2 separate regions of the Rattus norvegicus genome follow, and region 2 is linked to region 1. The links are chromatin contacts, called in public Hi-C maps. All regions are on one chromosome and are shown on one strand. The core of a region is the stretch at or near the end of the contact, and the rest is flanking DNA. Distances in the headings are between cores, read along the strand shown.

Evidence for each region. A called contact is a pair of places that touch in the nucleus more often than the background predicts.
Region 2: a contact with region 1 is called in a Hi-C map of Schwann cells, with 3 times the contacts expected there. The contact joins the enhancer-like site here to the promoter of Efnb1 in region 1. A contact is called at or near these places in 5 of 12 Hi-C or Micro-C datasets (the A7r5 cell line, Schwann cells, kidney and 1 more).

Annotation. Positions count from the first base shown.
Region 1 is chrX:68,293,419-68,300,567 of GRCr8, reverse strand. It overlaps Efnb1 (ephrin B1), which reads right to left and starts at 3,039. Exons shown (of 5, transcript NM_017089.3): 1 at 2,161-3,039. The coding sequence starts at 2,288. It overlaps Mir3573 (microRNA 3573), which reads right to left and starts at 1,294; the gene lies at 1,223-1,294.
Region 2 is chrX:68,547,139-68,554,287 of GRCr8, reverse strand. No RefSeq gene overlaps it. Among named protein-coding and RNA genes, the nearest start is that of Pja1, 75 kb to the left of the region's middle. Within about 2 kb of position 4,012, at least 5 of the 93 cell types and tissues checked have an H3K27ac peak or open chromatin away from gene starts, as enhancers often do. A contact at or near this core is called in Schwann cells, where this site is marked.

The sequences.
Region 1 (7,149 bases), core at 1,790-4,289:
GAGAACTCAGACAGGACACAAGGAAGCAGAGACAGACAGTATTTATTAGAAAAGCTGGGACAGCCTGAGGGTTGGGTGCGGTGGCAAGGCAGCCCCCAGAGTTGAGGGCAGTGCCTCGGTCCTGTCCTCTTGCCCTGCACCCAGTGCCAACAAACGCAGACATAGACTGCATTCCAGACCCCTGAGCATCGATGAAATGGGGTTGGTGGGGGGGACCACCAGGATCAGTCCAAACTGTTCCCAGAATCTGCTCGATTATGGGATAGAGACTAGGCAGGTTCTACAGAGTCCAAAGTCAGTCCCCTACACATCCTCAGGATGCCTGTCCTCAGCTGGAGGTGGACTGGCTGGAGAGCAGAGGGGACACAGCCTTCTCAAGCTTGTAAACTGCTCTAAAGGCAGAGAACACATAAAGAGGGGCGCTCCCAGGATCTTGTTTCTCCCAGCAACCTCAACTCTGCAGGAGGGCTCTTCTCCAGCTGTGGAGTTGCGTGGTATCTCGACCCAAGAGAGCAATTAGGTCATTCCCATGAGCCCCTGGGATGGGCTACCCTAGGGGGAATGCAATTCTCCTAGCTAAGGAGCACTTCCAGCCTCCACCCTTACATCGAAGAACTAGGCACTTCACAAGCTCTTCCCATGGGCTCAACAGCCTAGAGGGTTCCCAGAACAATTTGAGCCCCAGCAGTTAAGGCACAGTGACCAAACAGGCTTCAGAGTAAGGTAGAAATCCCTGCCAGTCAGTCCCTTTCCTTGTACAGATGCAGAAACCTCCATCCTGACCCCACTCTAGCCACAGATGAGTAATGGGATCCTACCTTAACCCAAGGAGAAAACAAGAAGCCCTCTTCTCTCACTTTAGGAGTGAGATACACCATCCCTGCGACTCAAGGGGCCAAGGCAAACAAGAACCTAGGAAGTTAGCAGACAGCCCACAAGAGTGGACAGGAGGAAATTCCAGAAACAGGAATCTGGGAACACGGAAGGAACAGGTCAGCGAACACCTCCCCCCTGCCCCCCCCCCCGTTTTACACTAACTGCGTTGTCCACACACTCCCTGGGCTGCCAGAAAATGGGAAGGGCAATTACGACCCTGAGTACCAATGTGGGTCCTAGATGCCATAAGAGAAAAAGGTCCAGAGGTCATAACAGCCTAAGCTACTCCCCACCAACAGCCCAGAAACCACTGAGCCACCGCCCTGAAAGGTGTGTGTTGTTTAGAGATGGGAGGGGGCAGAGTTAGGAAGGAGAAGAAAGAAAAGGATCTCCTTTCTATCACTGCCCCTCAAACCATAGGAGAAAAAGCATGGCTCTCTAGTCCCGGGGGGGGGGGGGCAACGGCTAGGATCTGCCTGGACAGGAATCACACGTTCCGCACCCACCTCCCTCGCTGCCTCCACTACCATTCTCAGACCTGACTGGATCTAGAAGAGGCTCTGGTGCCTAGCTCAATTGGACCCCCGACGGGCACTGGATCGAACCCCCTCCTCAAACAAACCCTCTTCCACTCCGCCCTTCTCCACCCGACGCCTTTGTGAGCCTGGAAGCAGCGCCCGCCTTTCTACCTCCCCGGCAGAGAGAAATGGGGGGGGGGTGTGCAAGAAGAGACGGCAAAGAGAAAGACAGGGAGGCAAACAGACAGGGAAGAAAGACAAATGAAAATAGGAGAAGCTGGAGAAGGGATACAGATGCTGCCACTCGCCCCGGGGCGCTAGGTCCCGAGCCGACCTGACACCTAAGCAAATGAGGAACCTGTGTTCTGGCCTGGTCCCTTGCTCAGGTCGATCTCACCCATGGAGTGGCTGTGAGCGAAATCCACCACGTTCCCAGAGGCCCTGGAGTGGGCTGCTTACTCGCCCCCACCCAGCTCTCGGGTGCGCTCTGGAGCGCCCAGACATTCTATCTGCCTGGTGTGACCAACGGACTCGATCCGGACTTGAGGAGGCTAGGGCTGAACCGAAGGGTCGAAACCCAGCTAAGTGCCCCCACCCCACCCTTCTGCATCTTACCCCAACTGCCCGCAAGAAAACACCAGAAAAGGCCAGATATAAAATAGGCCTCCTACGGACAATCCCCCCCCACAGGCACTTGGGGGTGTCCGACCTCAACCCCAAAGAAGTGCCTCCCACCCCCAGGGACCAGAGTAGATAAGTTACTCACTTAGGGTTAAGAGAGCTCCAGGACACGGGCTCCAGGTTCTTGGCCAACGGCGTGGCAAGCCGGCACAGCGTCAGCACGACCATAGCCACAAGCCACTTGCTGAGCCAACGCTGCCCAGGCCGGGCCATTTTCCCGGGGGCAGGATGCACTTCAGGATCCCCTAGCACCTCCTCAGCAAAGCTCGCCTCGCCTGCCCTTGCCGCGCAGCGCTCGGAGCCACTTAGGCGCCCATCCTCCGCAGCCGCCGGCCTTGAAGCACTCTCCTCCCGCCGGCCTCGGGGTCGCTCTCCTGCGCCCGGCTGGCCAGGAGGATTCACTGGGCAGGCGTCCCCAACCCGCGCATGGACTGCTGCCTCGGAGGACTTTCTCCCCTGGCCTCTCCGCCGCACGAGGCGCGACGGGGGCTCGCCGCCCCCGAGTGATCCCGCCGGATTCCGATCGGCTCTCCCAGACTGTTTGAGACTGCGAGTCCTCTCCCCGACCGGGTCTCTCTGCAGAGCGCTCAGTGGTTGCCCCGACGCCTCGACCGTCCTGGGATTGACGCCTCTGGGAAGAAGAGGCGGGTTGTCTCCCAACAATGCGAGCTCGGTCCCCAGGCTCCGGACTGGGTCCCCCTAGCACGGACTCCGTTCCTCCGGGCCACTGTGGGACTCCGCGCCGGCGCGTCCCACGACAGCTTCTACTTTAGCACCGGCCCTTCTCAGTATACTTAAAAGACTAGTACGGCCCTACTGAGCAAATCAGTCCCATCAATTTGCGCCTCTGAAGCCTCGGCCGGGCAGCCCGGCAGCCGGGTCGCCAAGTCCTTAATCCCCGGCGATTGAGCCGGAGTGTCGGCAGTCAGTGCGAATCTCACACACCCCCCACTGCTGTCCAGCGCGCATCGACTCCCTCCGCTGCCGCTGAGCTTTCTACTCTCCTGCTCAGGCGAGTACAAGGCCAACCCTGCTCCTTCGAACCAATAGAAAGCTCTGTGACGGGGTCCTTGCCCCATACCACGCCCACAGAGCAGGAAGGGGTGGGGCTTCGGGGAGCTCTTAAGGACGCTGCTCTCTCGATGGCACTAATAAGAATGTGCGACTCTTGCGGCTGTGGTTGTGTCGCGCTTAGTCTAGTTCCCAGGGAGTTCTTAAGAAGTTGGTGCTTCCCAAAAGCTGCTGGCCTGCTCTCCTTTATGTCTACTGACCTAGACCAGACAAGCCCTGTCCCAAGTACCTCCAGAAAGCACCGTTCTTGCGTTCTTTTTACACACACAAACACCCCCCATGCGCATACTCGCATACCAGTCCCAGAATCCCACTCTGTGCCCACTTCTGTCAGCCTGCCTACTCCCAGTCCACTATCCACACTCCGTTGGGCGGTCTTTCTGTCCTCGCAATGCACTCCTTCTTTGCTTTAACCACAAGAGTGATAGCTATGGGTGGTGGAGACTCAGAAAAAGTATTGTGTCCAAAGGGGAGGAGGAATTTATTTGCATCTAGTGAACCAAGCTTTCAAAAATTTCATCTTTGAGAGTGAGCCCTTTGGGACCCTCCACCCCGACTCCGAGCACGCAGATTTAGTCAGTCCTGTCTGAAGGCACAGGAAAGGACCTGGGTAGGTAAGTAGGGACAAGAGGTCACAAACTATACAGAAAGCTCCAGGACCGGGGAAAGGAGCAGAAGAGAAGCCTTTTGAAAGAGCAAAAGCAGGCATCTGGGCCCTGAGATCCCGGACTCCAGCCTTTCCAGGCCTCGGCCTCACCATCTGGGTCTTTGTCTCCCAGCACTGGCCCATTCTCTCCGCCCCTCCTTGTCTCTTTGCTTATAATTTGGCTCAATCCCATAGCTCAGACCCTCCCGGTCTGACCTACTCGCCTTCCTCAGGTCCCAGCGGACGTACCCACGTGCTAATGTCTCCCTCTGCTGGCCTTCTATAGACTTGCGGGCTCCTGGGACAAGCGGAGGCCTCCCACCCGGAGCCTGACAAGCAAGTCTGGCACTCAGAGCACAGAGACAAGAGCCACCACTTGGTGTCGGTGTAAGAAAGGTGGAAGAGATCTGGGGGGAAAGATCTGGGTTGAGAACTACAGAAGTTAGAAAGCCTTCCTCTACGAGCCCCTCCTTTTTCTCCTCAGCTGCTCCCTCTTCTCTTTCTCTTCTTAACGAATCGGGATTCTGTAACTTAGGGCCTTAGGCTTACTAGGCAAGGTCTCTACCAAGAACCAAAGTCCAGCTCCTTCTTGTTGCTTCTCTAAGGAGATAATTGAGCCCCATTCTTTAGGGGCTCTGCCATTTATATGAGTTCCATGTCTATTAACTTACTCGAGGGAGACTGAGCTATGGCGTCCTTCACTGCCTCATGTAACGATCTCTGTCGTTGTAATGGGGGCAGCTCTGTGGGGGAAAGTAAGGAGGAAGAAACTGAGCTTCTTGTACCTTCGGAGCTGGAGACCTTGCAACATTCGATGGTTCTGGGTACACAGTCTAGGATCATTGTTTTCCCTGGACTCTGCCCTGGGATGTAAGCAGATCAAGGAGAGATAGAAGGTAGAAAGACATACCAGCAGTCCACCTGAGACCCACACCATCAAAGGGCTTCCAGATGGGAATCTAGAAAGCAGCCAGCTGCTTACAAAATATCTACGCGGCATCAAGGACCACTGTAGATGATTTTCTTTCACCACCCTTTGAAATCAGCTCTGCTATCCCTGTTTTTACTTCAGAGGGAAAGTAAGGCTCAGGCTTGATGTAGCCTGTCCTATCCCCTGGGGTCATTCCTGGTATCTCTGTCCCCAGTCCTATGACCATTCTCTTATACAATCCAGATGGACCCGCTTGCAGCTGCTCCATGAATCCCCACTCTCTTGGCTCATGGAAAATTACAAACTTCGAGGTTCCTGGAAAATCATGGCCTTCAGGATGGCCAGACCACTGCTTTTCCCTCACAGGTCTCAGAAGGTCACTAGACTAAGGACAGGTTGTTCATTTTAGCCTTAGAGCAAAGGTCTTCTCAGACAGGATCACTAGTGCTAAGCCCAAACTGGCCCCAGATTTTTCCTTTTCATGGCCAACGTGTCTTGTGCCTTTCCAGAGGACAGCCCCACACTAAATGGGAGCTACCGGACTTGGGAAACTGAGGAAGACAGAAGTAGTTTCCGAGTGTGCCAACATCTAAGTCTGGGCAGAAGGGGCAATGGAAGATGAGGACAGAACTCTTAGGTCCAGACTTGTCCAACACTGCTCATCTCTGGTCATACCACTGTCCCTCTGCCTCAGCCTGCCCACACTAGCTACAGGAACCTCAGGAGCATGGCTAGACTAGATGTGTACTCTCTGCTTCAATCAGGGCCAGCAGCTGCAAAGTTTCCTCCCTTGCCTGACCCTGGCAGGTTCTCAGTTGTAGAGATCCAGGTTCACTGACTAAGGAAGAAAAGTAATTCTCTAGGGGATCCTGGGAGGAAGGCAGAATCTGTGGAGAATGCTATATTTTTTTACCCAAGCTCTTACTAGTCCACAGACTGTCCCAATCTAAGACTTCCAGGTCATCGTATCAGCACACACACACACACACACACACACACACACACACAGAGAGAGAGAGAGAGAGAGAGAGAGAGAGAGAGAGACAGACACACACACAGACACACAGACACAGACACACACACACAGAAACACACAGACACACACACACATACACACACAGACACACAGACACACACACAGAGAGACACACAGACACACACACAGAGACACACACACACACACACAGAGACACACAGACACAGAGAGACACACAGACACAGAGAGACACACAGACACAGACACACACACACAGAGACACACAGACACAGACACAGACACACACAGACAGACACAGACACACACACACAGAGAGACACACAGACACAGACACAGACACAGACACAGACACACACAGACACACACAGACACACACACACACACACACACTCCAGTACACACACACACACACACACACACACACTCCAGTCCTCAAGACCTCCTGTGTTTCCTAAGCACTGGCTAGGGCTAGTGGTATAAAGAACCCTTGACCACAGCAGTGTTAAGCATTGTGGGCCTGAGGTCTACCTAAGTGTGTAAAAAACATATGGTAGCCACAGGAGACTTCAGGCTCTGGGTAGCATGTGTGGACACACACACACACACACACACACACACACACACACACACGATCTGTGCCTTTCTGGGCCCAGCTGCCCACACCATAGGAGGAAAGAGAGACTCGCTTTCAGCTTTATCATCTTGGGCAAATCACTTCACCTCTGAAGGGCCTGTTACTGTTCTGCGGCCTGGAGGGCGGTCATTCCTCCTTCACAGCTCCCTGGGAGTACTTAATGAGAAAATGTGGACGCCAAGGCTCAGCCTCATACCTGGCCTACCACGGGGCTTACTAAATGGAAACAATTATTCTTCCATAGAGCCTCCCATGAAGACACTCTCATCCCTGGCGACACACATTCAGGCCAGTTCACACACGCTTTATGTGCCACACACATAGTTTCCAATCCCTTCTGGTTTTGCATACGTGTCTGCATTCACATACAAACCCTCTCTCCTTCTTTGCTGAGCACCCACTGGCAAGGTGAGGTTCTGACCTTCTGGAACCTAGAGTCTAATCCTTGGTTTCTCATATTCACTACACCTACAGAGATGGGAAGACCACCTCCTTTCCATTTCTGTGAATCATGCCCTTGACCCCTCTCTGCCTGACTTATACTCAAGATACAGCAGTGAAACTGCTCACCCAAGGCCACACTGCCAGGAAGCAGTCAGGCCATTTGGACAAACAACTTGACTTTCTAATCACAGCTCTCTGGTCTAGCACAAGACTCTGGACTGAGGAGTGGTGTTTTGCTGAGCCACCAAGAGCAGCCAGAGGCAACAACTGGAAAAGCAAAGGAAGGGTTGAGGAACAAGTATCCTGACCCCTGGTGCCATGCCAACTGGTGAACCCAGTGGAGCTGGCCAC
Region 2 (7,149 bases), core at 2,763-5,262, 250 kb before region 1:
CTTGAAATTCTTTTAAATTTGCGTTTTAAATGGATTTTACATGTGTGTGCTCTGTTTACATGTTTACATGCGTGCCTGGTGAAGAGGGTACCATGTCTCCTGGAGCTGGAGTCACAGATGATTGTGAGCTACCACACGGGTTCTAGGAACCAAATCTGGGTTCTCTGGAAGAGCAACAAGTGCTCTTGACCACTGAGCTATGTCTCCAACCCTTTTAACGGCTTCTTAATCCATTTAGATCCTAAACTCTTAACACAAACATACCTTGAACCCCAGCATCAGGAGGCAAAAGTAGGAGGATTCTTAGACCCAGACCAGCAGCAATAATATGGGCAAACACTATATAACACAACCAAACATGGCCCTCAAGCTCTTTGCTTTGGCCCACAGTTCTTGATACTGTGGTCTTTGTCTCCCCAGCTTCGGTTCTCCCCTTCACTTTCCCACATGATCACTTCTGCCCTGTCATCCTTCTGTTTCCCAGTTCTTTCTCCTTCGAAGCTTTCCCTGGATCCTCACATAGGTGTTTTATCTGTATGTATGTCTGGTGCCTACAGAGGTCAGAAGAGGGTATTGTATGCTCTGGTACTGCGGTTACAGAGGATTCTAAGCCCAGACTGGGACTTCCACCCTGGTCCTTTGGAAGAGCATCGAGAACTCTTAAGTGCTGAGTCATCACCCCTGCCCCTTAGCAGCCCCTTTCTTGTCAGTGATGACACTGTCTTTCTCTCTGAGGCCTTCCCTGGCTGCTGGATCTAATACAGCCCCTGGGATTCACCTGTGAGTTTATCATTTCTCACTGATGGTCTACCCCTTGCCCTAGGTAGATGATAAGGCCTGTCAGGCTATTTCCTTGTTCCAATGCCTCAAGACAGTCCTGTAAGTATTCCTCAATTGAACAAATATTCATGTGTGTGTCTTCACTGAATTGAGTGTCCAAGAAGGAGAGCTCTCTGATGGGCAGAGGATCTGCTTCACTGTGGCAAGCATGTGTGTGAGTGGCGCATAGTACCATCCCTGTGGGAGAGTAGTAGGGGTATAGACCTTTTTGCAGCCCTGGGAAGGCCTTGCTGGGCAGGCCAGACAGGCAGCTGAAAAGAGTCTGCTTCCCCTCCATTGATTGCATTAATGGCATGGATTTGGAGGAAGGCAGGTTGGGTAATGGGTGGTAATTCAGTCCAGGTTTCTAACACATTCTCTGCTGAGAACCAGAGAGGGGAAGGATGAAAAAGACAGATGGGGAGAGAGACCAGCATCTCCCTCACCCCCCCACCCCCAGCTTTGAAAGGGTGAGAGCTCTAGGCAGCAGAGCTGACAGCAAGCCTGCCAGGGAGCTGTCTGTGCTCAGTGTTCTTGTCTGGACCTGTGTTCTCTGGGTTCGGAGACCTCTTCTTATAGGCATCACTTTTCCTCTCCCAGGGCTATGTTTTGCTGAGAGTAAAAGCCTATTTTCCTGTGTAAAGTGGCTGACAGTGGCCAGCACATAGTAGGTACTCAGTTGGGTTGGGAGATTTGAGGCTCTAATGAGATGATGGCCTCTCTTCCCTCTTCTAAGCATTTCATCCTTTGGACAAACTTTTCTTCCTCACTCTGGTTTAAGGTGTGAAATAATATAGTTTTGGAAACATAAGGGAGATGGAGCCTCAGGTCAGAGTAGGTCTTAAGTGGACTGTTTGCCATCAGCTTGAAGCCCGACCAAAATCTGAGCTCTGACATTACCTCCTGTAAAGTGCTACGACTAGCTATTTCAAAACAAGGATCCATTAGTATGTCCCTGTCCATTACAGAATACACTGGCATTTAGGCATAAACAGGGAAAGGGAGAGGAAGCAGAGGAGGAAGAGGAGGGGGAGGAGGAGTCGAAGAGGAGGAGGAGGGGGGTGATAGGACAGATGAGGGAGTGCGAATACCCAGGCTCAACTAGGCCTTGGAACTGTGGTCACTTTTCCTTTTTGTACCTCAGTTTCCTCAGCCTGTATCATGAAGATAACATCAAATTAATAAGATAGAAGGCCTGAGGCTGGAGAGATGCCTCAATGGTTAAGAGTATTGGCTATTCTAGAGGACTGAGGTTCGATTCCCAGCACCCACATAGAGCCTCACGACACACACACACACACACACACACACGCACGCACACACACGCACACACACACACACACGCACACGCACACGCACACACAGGCATGGAAGTACTTGGCCACAGCCACCTGACCAGTGGATAGTGGTGACCATTCACTCCTACAGTCTGAGGACATACTGGGATGGAGAATAAAGTTTGCGGCATGGAAGCATTGGGGACACCAGTAAGAACACAAAGACCTAGGGTGTGCAGACCTGACCAAGCAGAGAGGAGTTGACTTCAAGAAACAAGAAGATGTCAGCGAAATGGTAGGGAAATCAGAGAGGTCCAAGAGGAGACAAGACTGGCCCAAAGTCATGGATTCTGATTGAGGCAGGACTAGAACCCATACCACCTTATCTTCCTAGATACACCTTCAGGGGAACTAGTGCTCTGTGTGAGTGTGTGTGTGTGTGTGTGTGTGTGTGTGTGTGTGTGTGTGTGTCTATTAGTAGCTTAGTAGCATGGCTCTGGCCCACAAGGTCCATAGAGGTCATGAAGGTAAAGGTGATACAGAGAGAAATGTTTCGGTGGCTTTAGTCTTGAAGAGGCTTTAGCCTTGGTCTCTAGCCTCTGGTGTGCTCAGGATCCTACTGGTGAGCAGGTTCTGGGATTCCTATCCTCACTCAAGCTCTTGCTGTTTCCTGGGCTTGAATACCTCCTCCAGGTGCCCCCTGCTTGGCCCCAGAGGCCCAGGGAAGGGGAGACCAGGGTGACAGCTGCTGGGCTATGGGCGGGCGGACGCCAGTGTGGGGGTGGGAGTAGGGGGTCAGGCTCAGAGAAGGCCAGCGGGCAGGAGCATAGAGAGGAAGTTCACAGTCTGCAGCAAATGGATTTCAAGGCCCTGTTAAGTGGAAAAGCCTCCAGGAACGTGGCAGAGAAAGGCCCCTGTCTTTGGAGAGGGGCTGAGGGGCCAGCTGGGGGTGTCTTGGCAGGGGAAGCTGAGCTGCATGCCTTGTGTGAGTTGGGAGAGTGGGGGTAGTAACTGGGGCCGCCAAGTAAGTCCGGGCAGTCCTTGAGCAAGGCTGGGCCTTGGGATTGCTGTCTACTTGGGAGTGGGCTCAGACTCCAGCTCTACTTCAGGAATTCTGGGGCCCCAGAATTCAGGCTAGCTTCTCAGGGGGCTTCCTGGCTGCCAGGTTGACAAAGGAAAAGGCTGGCTCTCTCAGAGTCTAAGCCTTTCTCTGCCACATGATGGTGCTCAGGGCTGGGTTCCTAGTGGCTGTAAGAGGTCACTCTACCTTGACTCCTGTTCTTTGAGGGCCCATGGTCTCGCAGATACAGCACTTTATAGTTTACAAGACACTTGCCTACCTGTTTCCTTATCACAAGACTGCATGCAAAGAGGCGCATTTGCCCTAGTCACGGTGGAAACCTGTGCTTTGACTTCCTATGTCAGTGACAAGCCTTCACTCTGCTCTCAATTTCTCTCCTGTTTTTCTTTTTATTCCCTTTTCCTTGTCACTTTGTAACTGAAGTCAACATTGACCTCTTGGTCATCCTGTACTAGCCACGGGAGAGCTGGCATTACAAGCATGGGTCATCACATCACACCTGTCTCGATTTTCCAGGTTTAGAGGTGGCTTCTCTCAAAGAGACATGCCATGATGGAATGTCACAGGCCCAGGCCTCCTTAGCCCAGGCAAGCCATGCATTTTCTTAGAAAAAAAGTCATGTCTAGTCGATCCATCTTTGATCTGGTCACTGTGTGGCCAGTCGTGTAGCAGTTCCTCTCTATTGCCCTTAGTTTGACATCTTTCTCAGTCATGAAAAGAGACACAGCAGTGAAGGGCTACAAGGCAGAGAGGCAGCAACCAGGCCTGTGCAGGGTGGCTGAACAGCAGAGGAGGAGCCTCGGGCTCCTTTCCCAGCCAGGCCCCCTGCCCTTTGCCTGGCCTGGCCCCAGGCACAGGGCCCAGCCAGCTGTCCCAGGGCGGGCAGGCTAGCTGCATTAGCAAATGTGTTTGCGGTTATGGGCCGCTCCCGAAAGCAGAGAAGCATTGCATTAGGGGGGTAGGGATTGAAGACAGACCAGGCTCTGGTTCCCAGCCCCAGCCAGGGAAATCAGAACCAGGCTGGACTTCTGGCCCCTCCCTCAGAACCCTCACTCCTCAATCCCTCCCCCTCCCTAGGCTAAGGAGGGGGCAAGAGAGGGCTGGCCACAGTTGTGTGGCCATTCAGGCTGGGTTGCCTTTGGGTATCAGTGGAAGAGGTCCAGAGTGAGTTGAGAGGGGTGTAGGTAGATGGTATTCCTGCAACCTCTCTCTCTAAATCCCCCACCCCTCCCACTCTTCCCAACCACAGAGATGGCCAAAGCAGGAGACAAACGTGAGGCTGGTGGATCATCTCTGTGCTGCAAAACCCATCGACGTTGCAAAATGAGAGCAAAACTTTTCTGTCTCCCTTTCTTTCTCTCAAAGCACCAGGGGCTGGCAGGAGGAATAACAGTGGCCCGATGCTTGCCAGGAGCTTTCTAGGGGCTGGCCTTTCTAGATGTCCCCTCAGATCCCAGCAAATCTGAAAGAGTGGATGTGGAAAGGAACAACGTGGGCAGAGAAAGTGGGTGTGGCAGGTGTACTACAGTGCAATGGACTCCTCGATGCTAATTTTCATCCGGATGACCAAGATGACATGAAAATTACTACCTGTAACCCACAGTGCCAGGTACCCAGTGGGGAACTGAGTTTCCAACAGATGAATTATTAGGGAAGGCCAGAATCCAGTGAAGAGTAAAACAGAGAACCTAGCCGATTGAAATCTCTCCCTTCCCACAAACAGGACCTACCTAGTTTCCACAGACTTGGGGCTGTTGGCACTACCTCTGGAAGTCGCACAGCCCTTGTGTCATTCTGACTGGGATACTGTTTTCCCCCTTGTCGACTTGGCCATCCCTTCCGAATCCTTTAAGGGTCATCTTGAAAGTTTTGACTCTTATTGCCTCGTGCAGGTGTGGCTGGCTCCATAATGTACCCATGACTCTACTCCTGTCCCTGCCGTATTTGGTGATGGGTTCTCTGTTCGCCCAGTTCCTGCATGGTCACTGTTAGCCACCTCTCTTGTCCTACAGCTATAATGAGCTTTCTCTGTCTGAAGTATACTTGGTTGTAAGCACAGTCTGGTACCTTCAGCTACCAGATCCAGGTCTGGCAGAGGTAGGCAAGTAGTCTTGAGAATACAATCCCTTCACCTTGGCCCAAAAGGCTGGAGTAATCTAAAAGTAGGGTGAAGTGGAAACTTAAGTGTTCTTTGGAAAGAAGGGATGGCTTTTTGCTGGGGCAAACACATGAAGGAACGCTTTGTTAAAGTAGACACAGGTATAAAAGGCTAAGGTAGACACATGAAGGAATGTTTCACTGAAGTGGGCATGGGAGAGAGCATGTTTCTGCTAAAGCAAGCATGTGAAAGGACACACGATGAAGGATTCTTTACTAATGGCACACATACACTGGTCCACCTTACATTGCTTAGTTGATCTGTGTTGGTTGGGATGCCATAGAGAGAAATGCACCAAAAATCTTCTGGTGGCGTGCCCTAGTTTATTGCCACTTCCAAGGACTCACTGAGGTAAGACCTGTGCTGAGGCAAGGCACATGGAAGACACGTGATGTTTGGAGGGTATAAATAGGACTCGATGGAGTGACAGAGACAGAGCTTGGCTTACTGGTAGAGCTAGCTGTGCAACCTTTGTGGGTTTCATGTCTTCACTGATCTTCGATTCCCTGAAGAGAGGCACATCTAAGAACTTCTCCTGGCATTCCTCCTGGTCCGTCTTGCTGACTTGAGCTGAGGCTGGTGCCTATCTCTGCTAGGTCATGTCACTGCTGTTGCTAACCAGACTCTAGCAAACTGGCCTGCTGGTGTATGTATGAGGTGTTTGCGAGTGGATCAAGCTGCGGCTGCCTGCTGACCTCTGAACTGAACTGCCGATTTCCAGACAACACAGATGGGAGTTGCTCTAAAGAACCATTTCTAAACAGGTCCACTTTCTCCATAGCCTTTCTTTTCTACTACCTCTGGTGGGTGGTGGGCTACAAGGAAGGTTAAAGTATTGAAGAACCATCATTAAAAATAGGATTTGAAAAAGTTACAGTAGGGGCTCTGAGTAGGCAATGGTGGTATAATCTCTGTATCCCAGACACTGATCAGGAGGATATCATCTGAGGCCTGAGCGAGCTTTGTTGACCCTAAACCAGTCAACAAAGATACACCACAGAGCCTCTCAGCTAAGGTGCATGCAGATGCCCAGAGGGCTTGTTTCCCAGAGTAAACAGGAACTGAAATGGACAGCCACCTCTAGGGTCTTAGCCATGGCTTTGAGCCTGAGTCTAGAAGGCCTCACCATCTCCTGCCCAGAGCCCCTCTAACTATCTTCATGGCTGGCTGCTTTTGTAGGTCTAGCCTTCTTCAATGGCAGGCGATATTTACAGGGCCCCTGAAGGAAGCTGACCACAAGCTAAGGGATGAAGCTCTTGTCTGTGCTCAGTGTTAGCTATGGCGCCTGCGTCTTGCATTCTTGTGGATTTCCGGGTTGTGGAAGTAGGATCCAGAGGAGAAGCAGAGAGAGTGGTGGGATGCCTGACTCAGGAGCCCTGTCCTCTACTCAAGTGACGAATTCCCTTTGCCAAGCACTTATTTTCTCGGCACCCCATTCTATAGATGTAGTGGTAGAGGAACATCCCTGAGACTGCTATGCAAAGAAATAGTCATGCTATGGTTTCCACCCAGCACAGTTAAAGTTCAACACCGTGTGCTTCTGCTTTGCTTGGTTGGCTCTGAGGACTAACCGGAGAGCTGCCCCCTTACCTGGGACCAAGAATGCAGGCAGCCACAGCTTGCCAGAGGGCTGAGGAGGGGATGATGAGTGGGGGAAGGTGCAGGAGCAGTAGATGGATTGGAATGGGTTCAGAGGCAGGCAATGAAAATGATTAAGGGAAGAGAGGGATTAATTTATAAAACGAGATTAGAAGAGCCAAGCTGCCGCGCCTGGCTAAGGGACAGCTCTCAGGCAGTGGGTGTCAGCTAAGCTA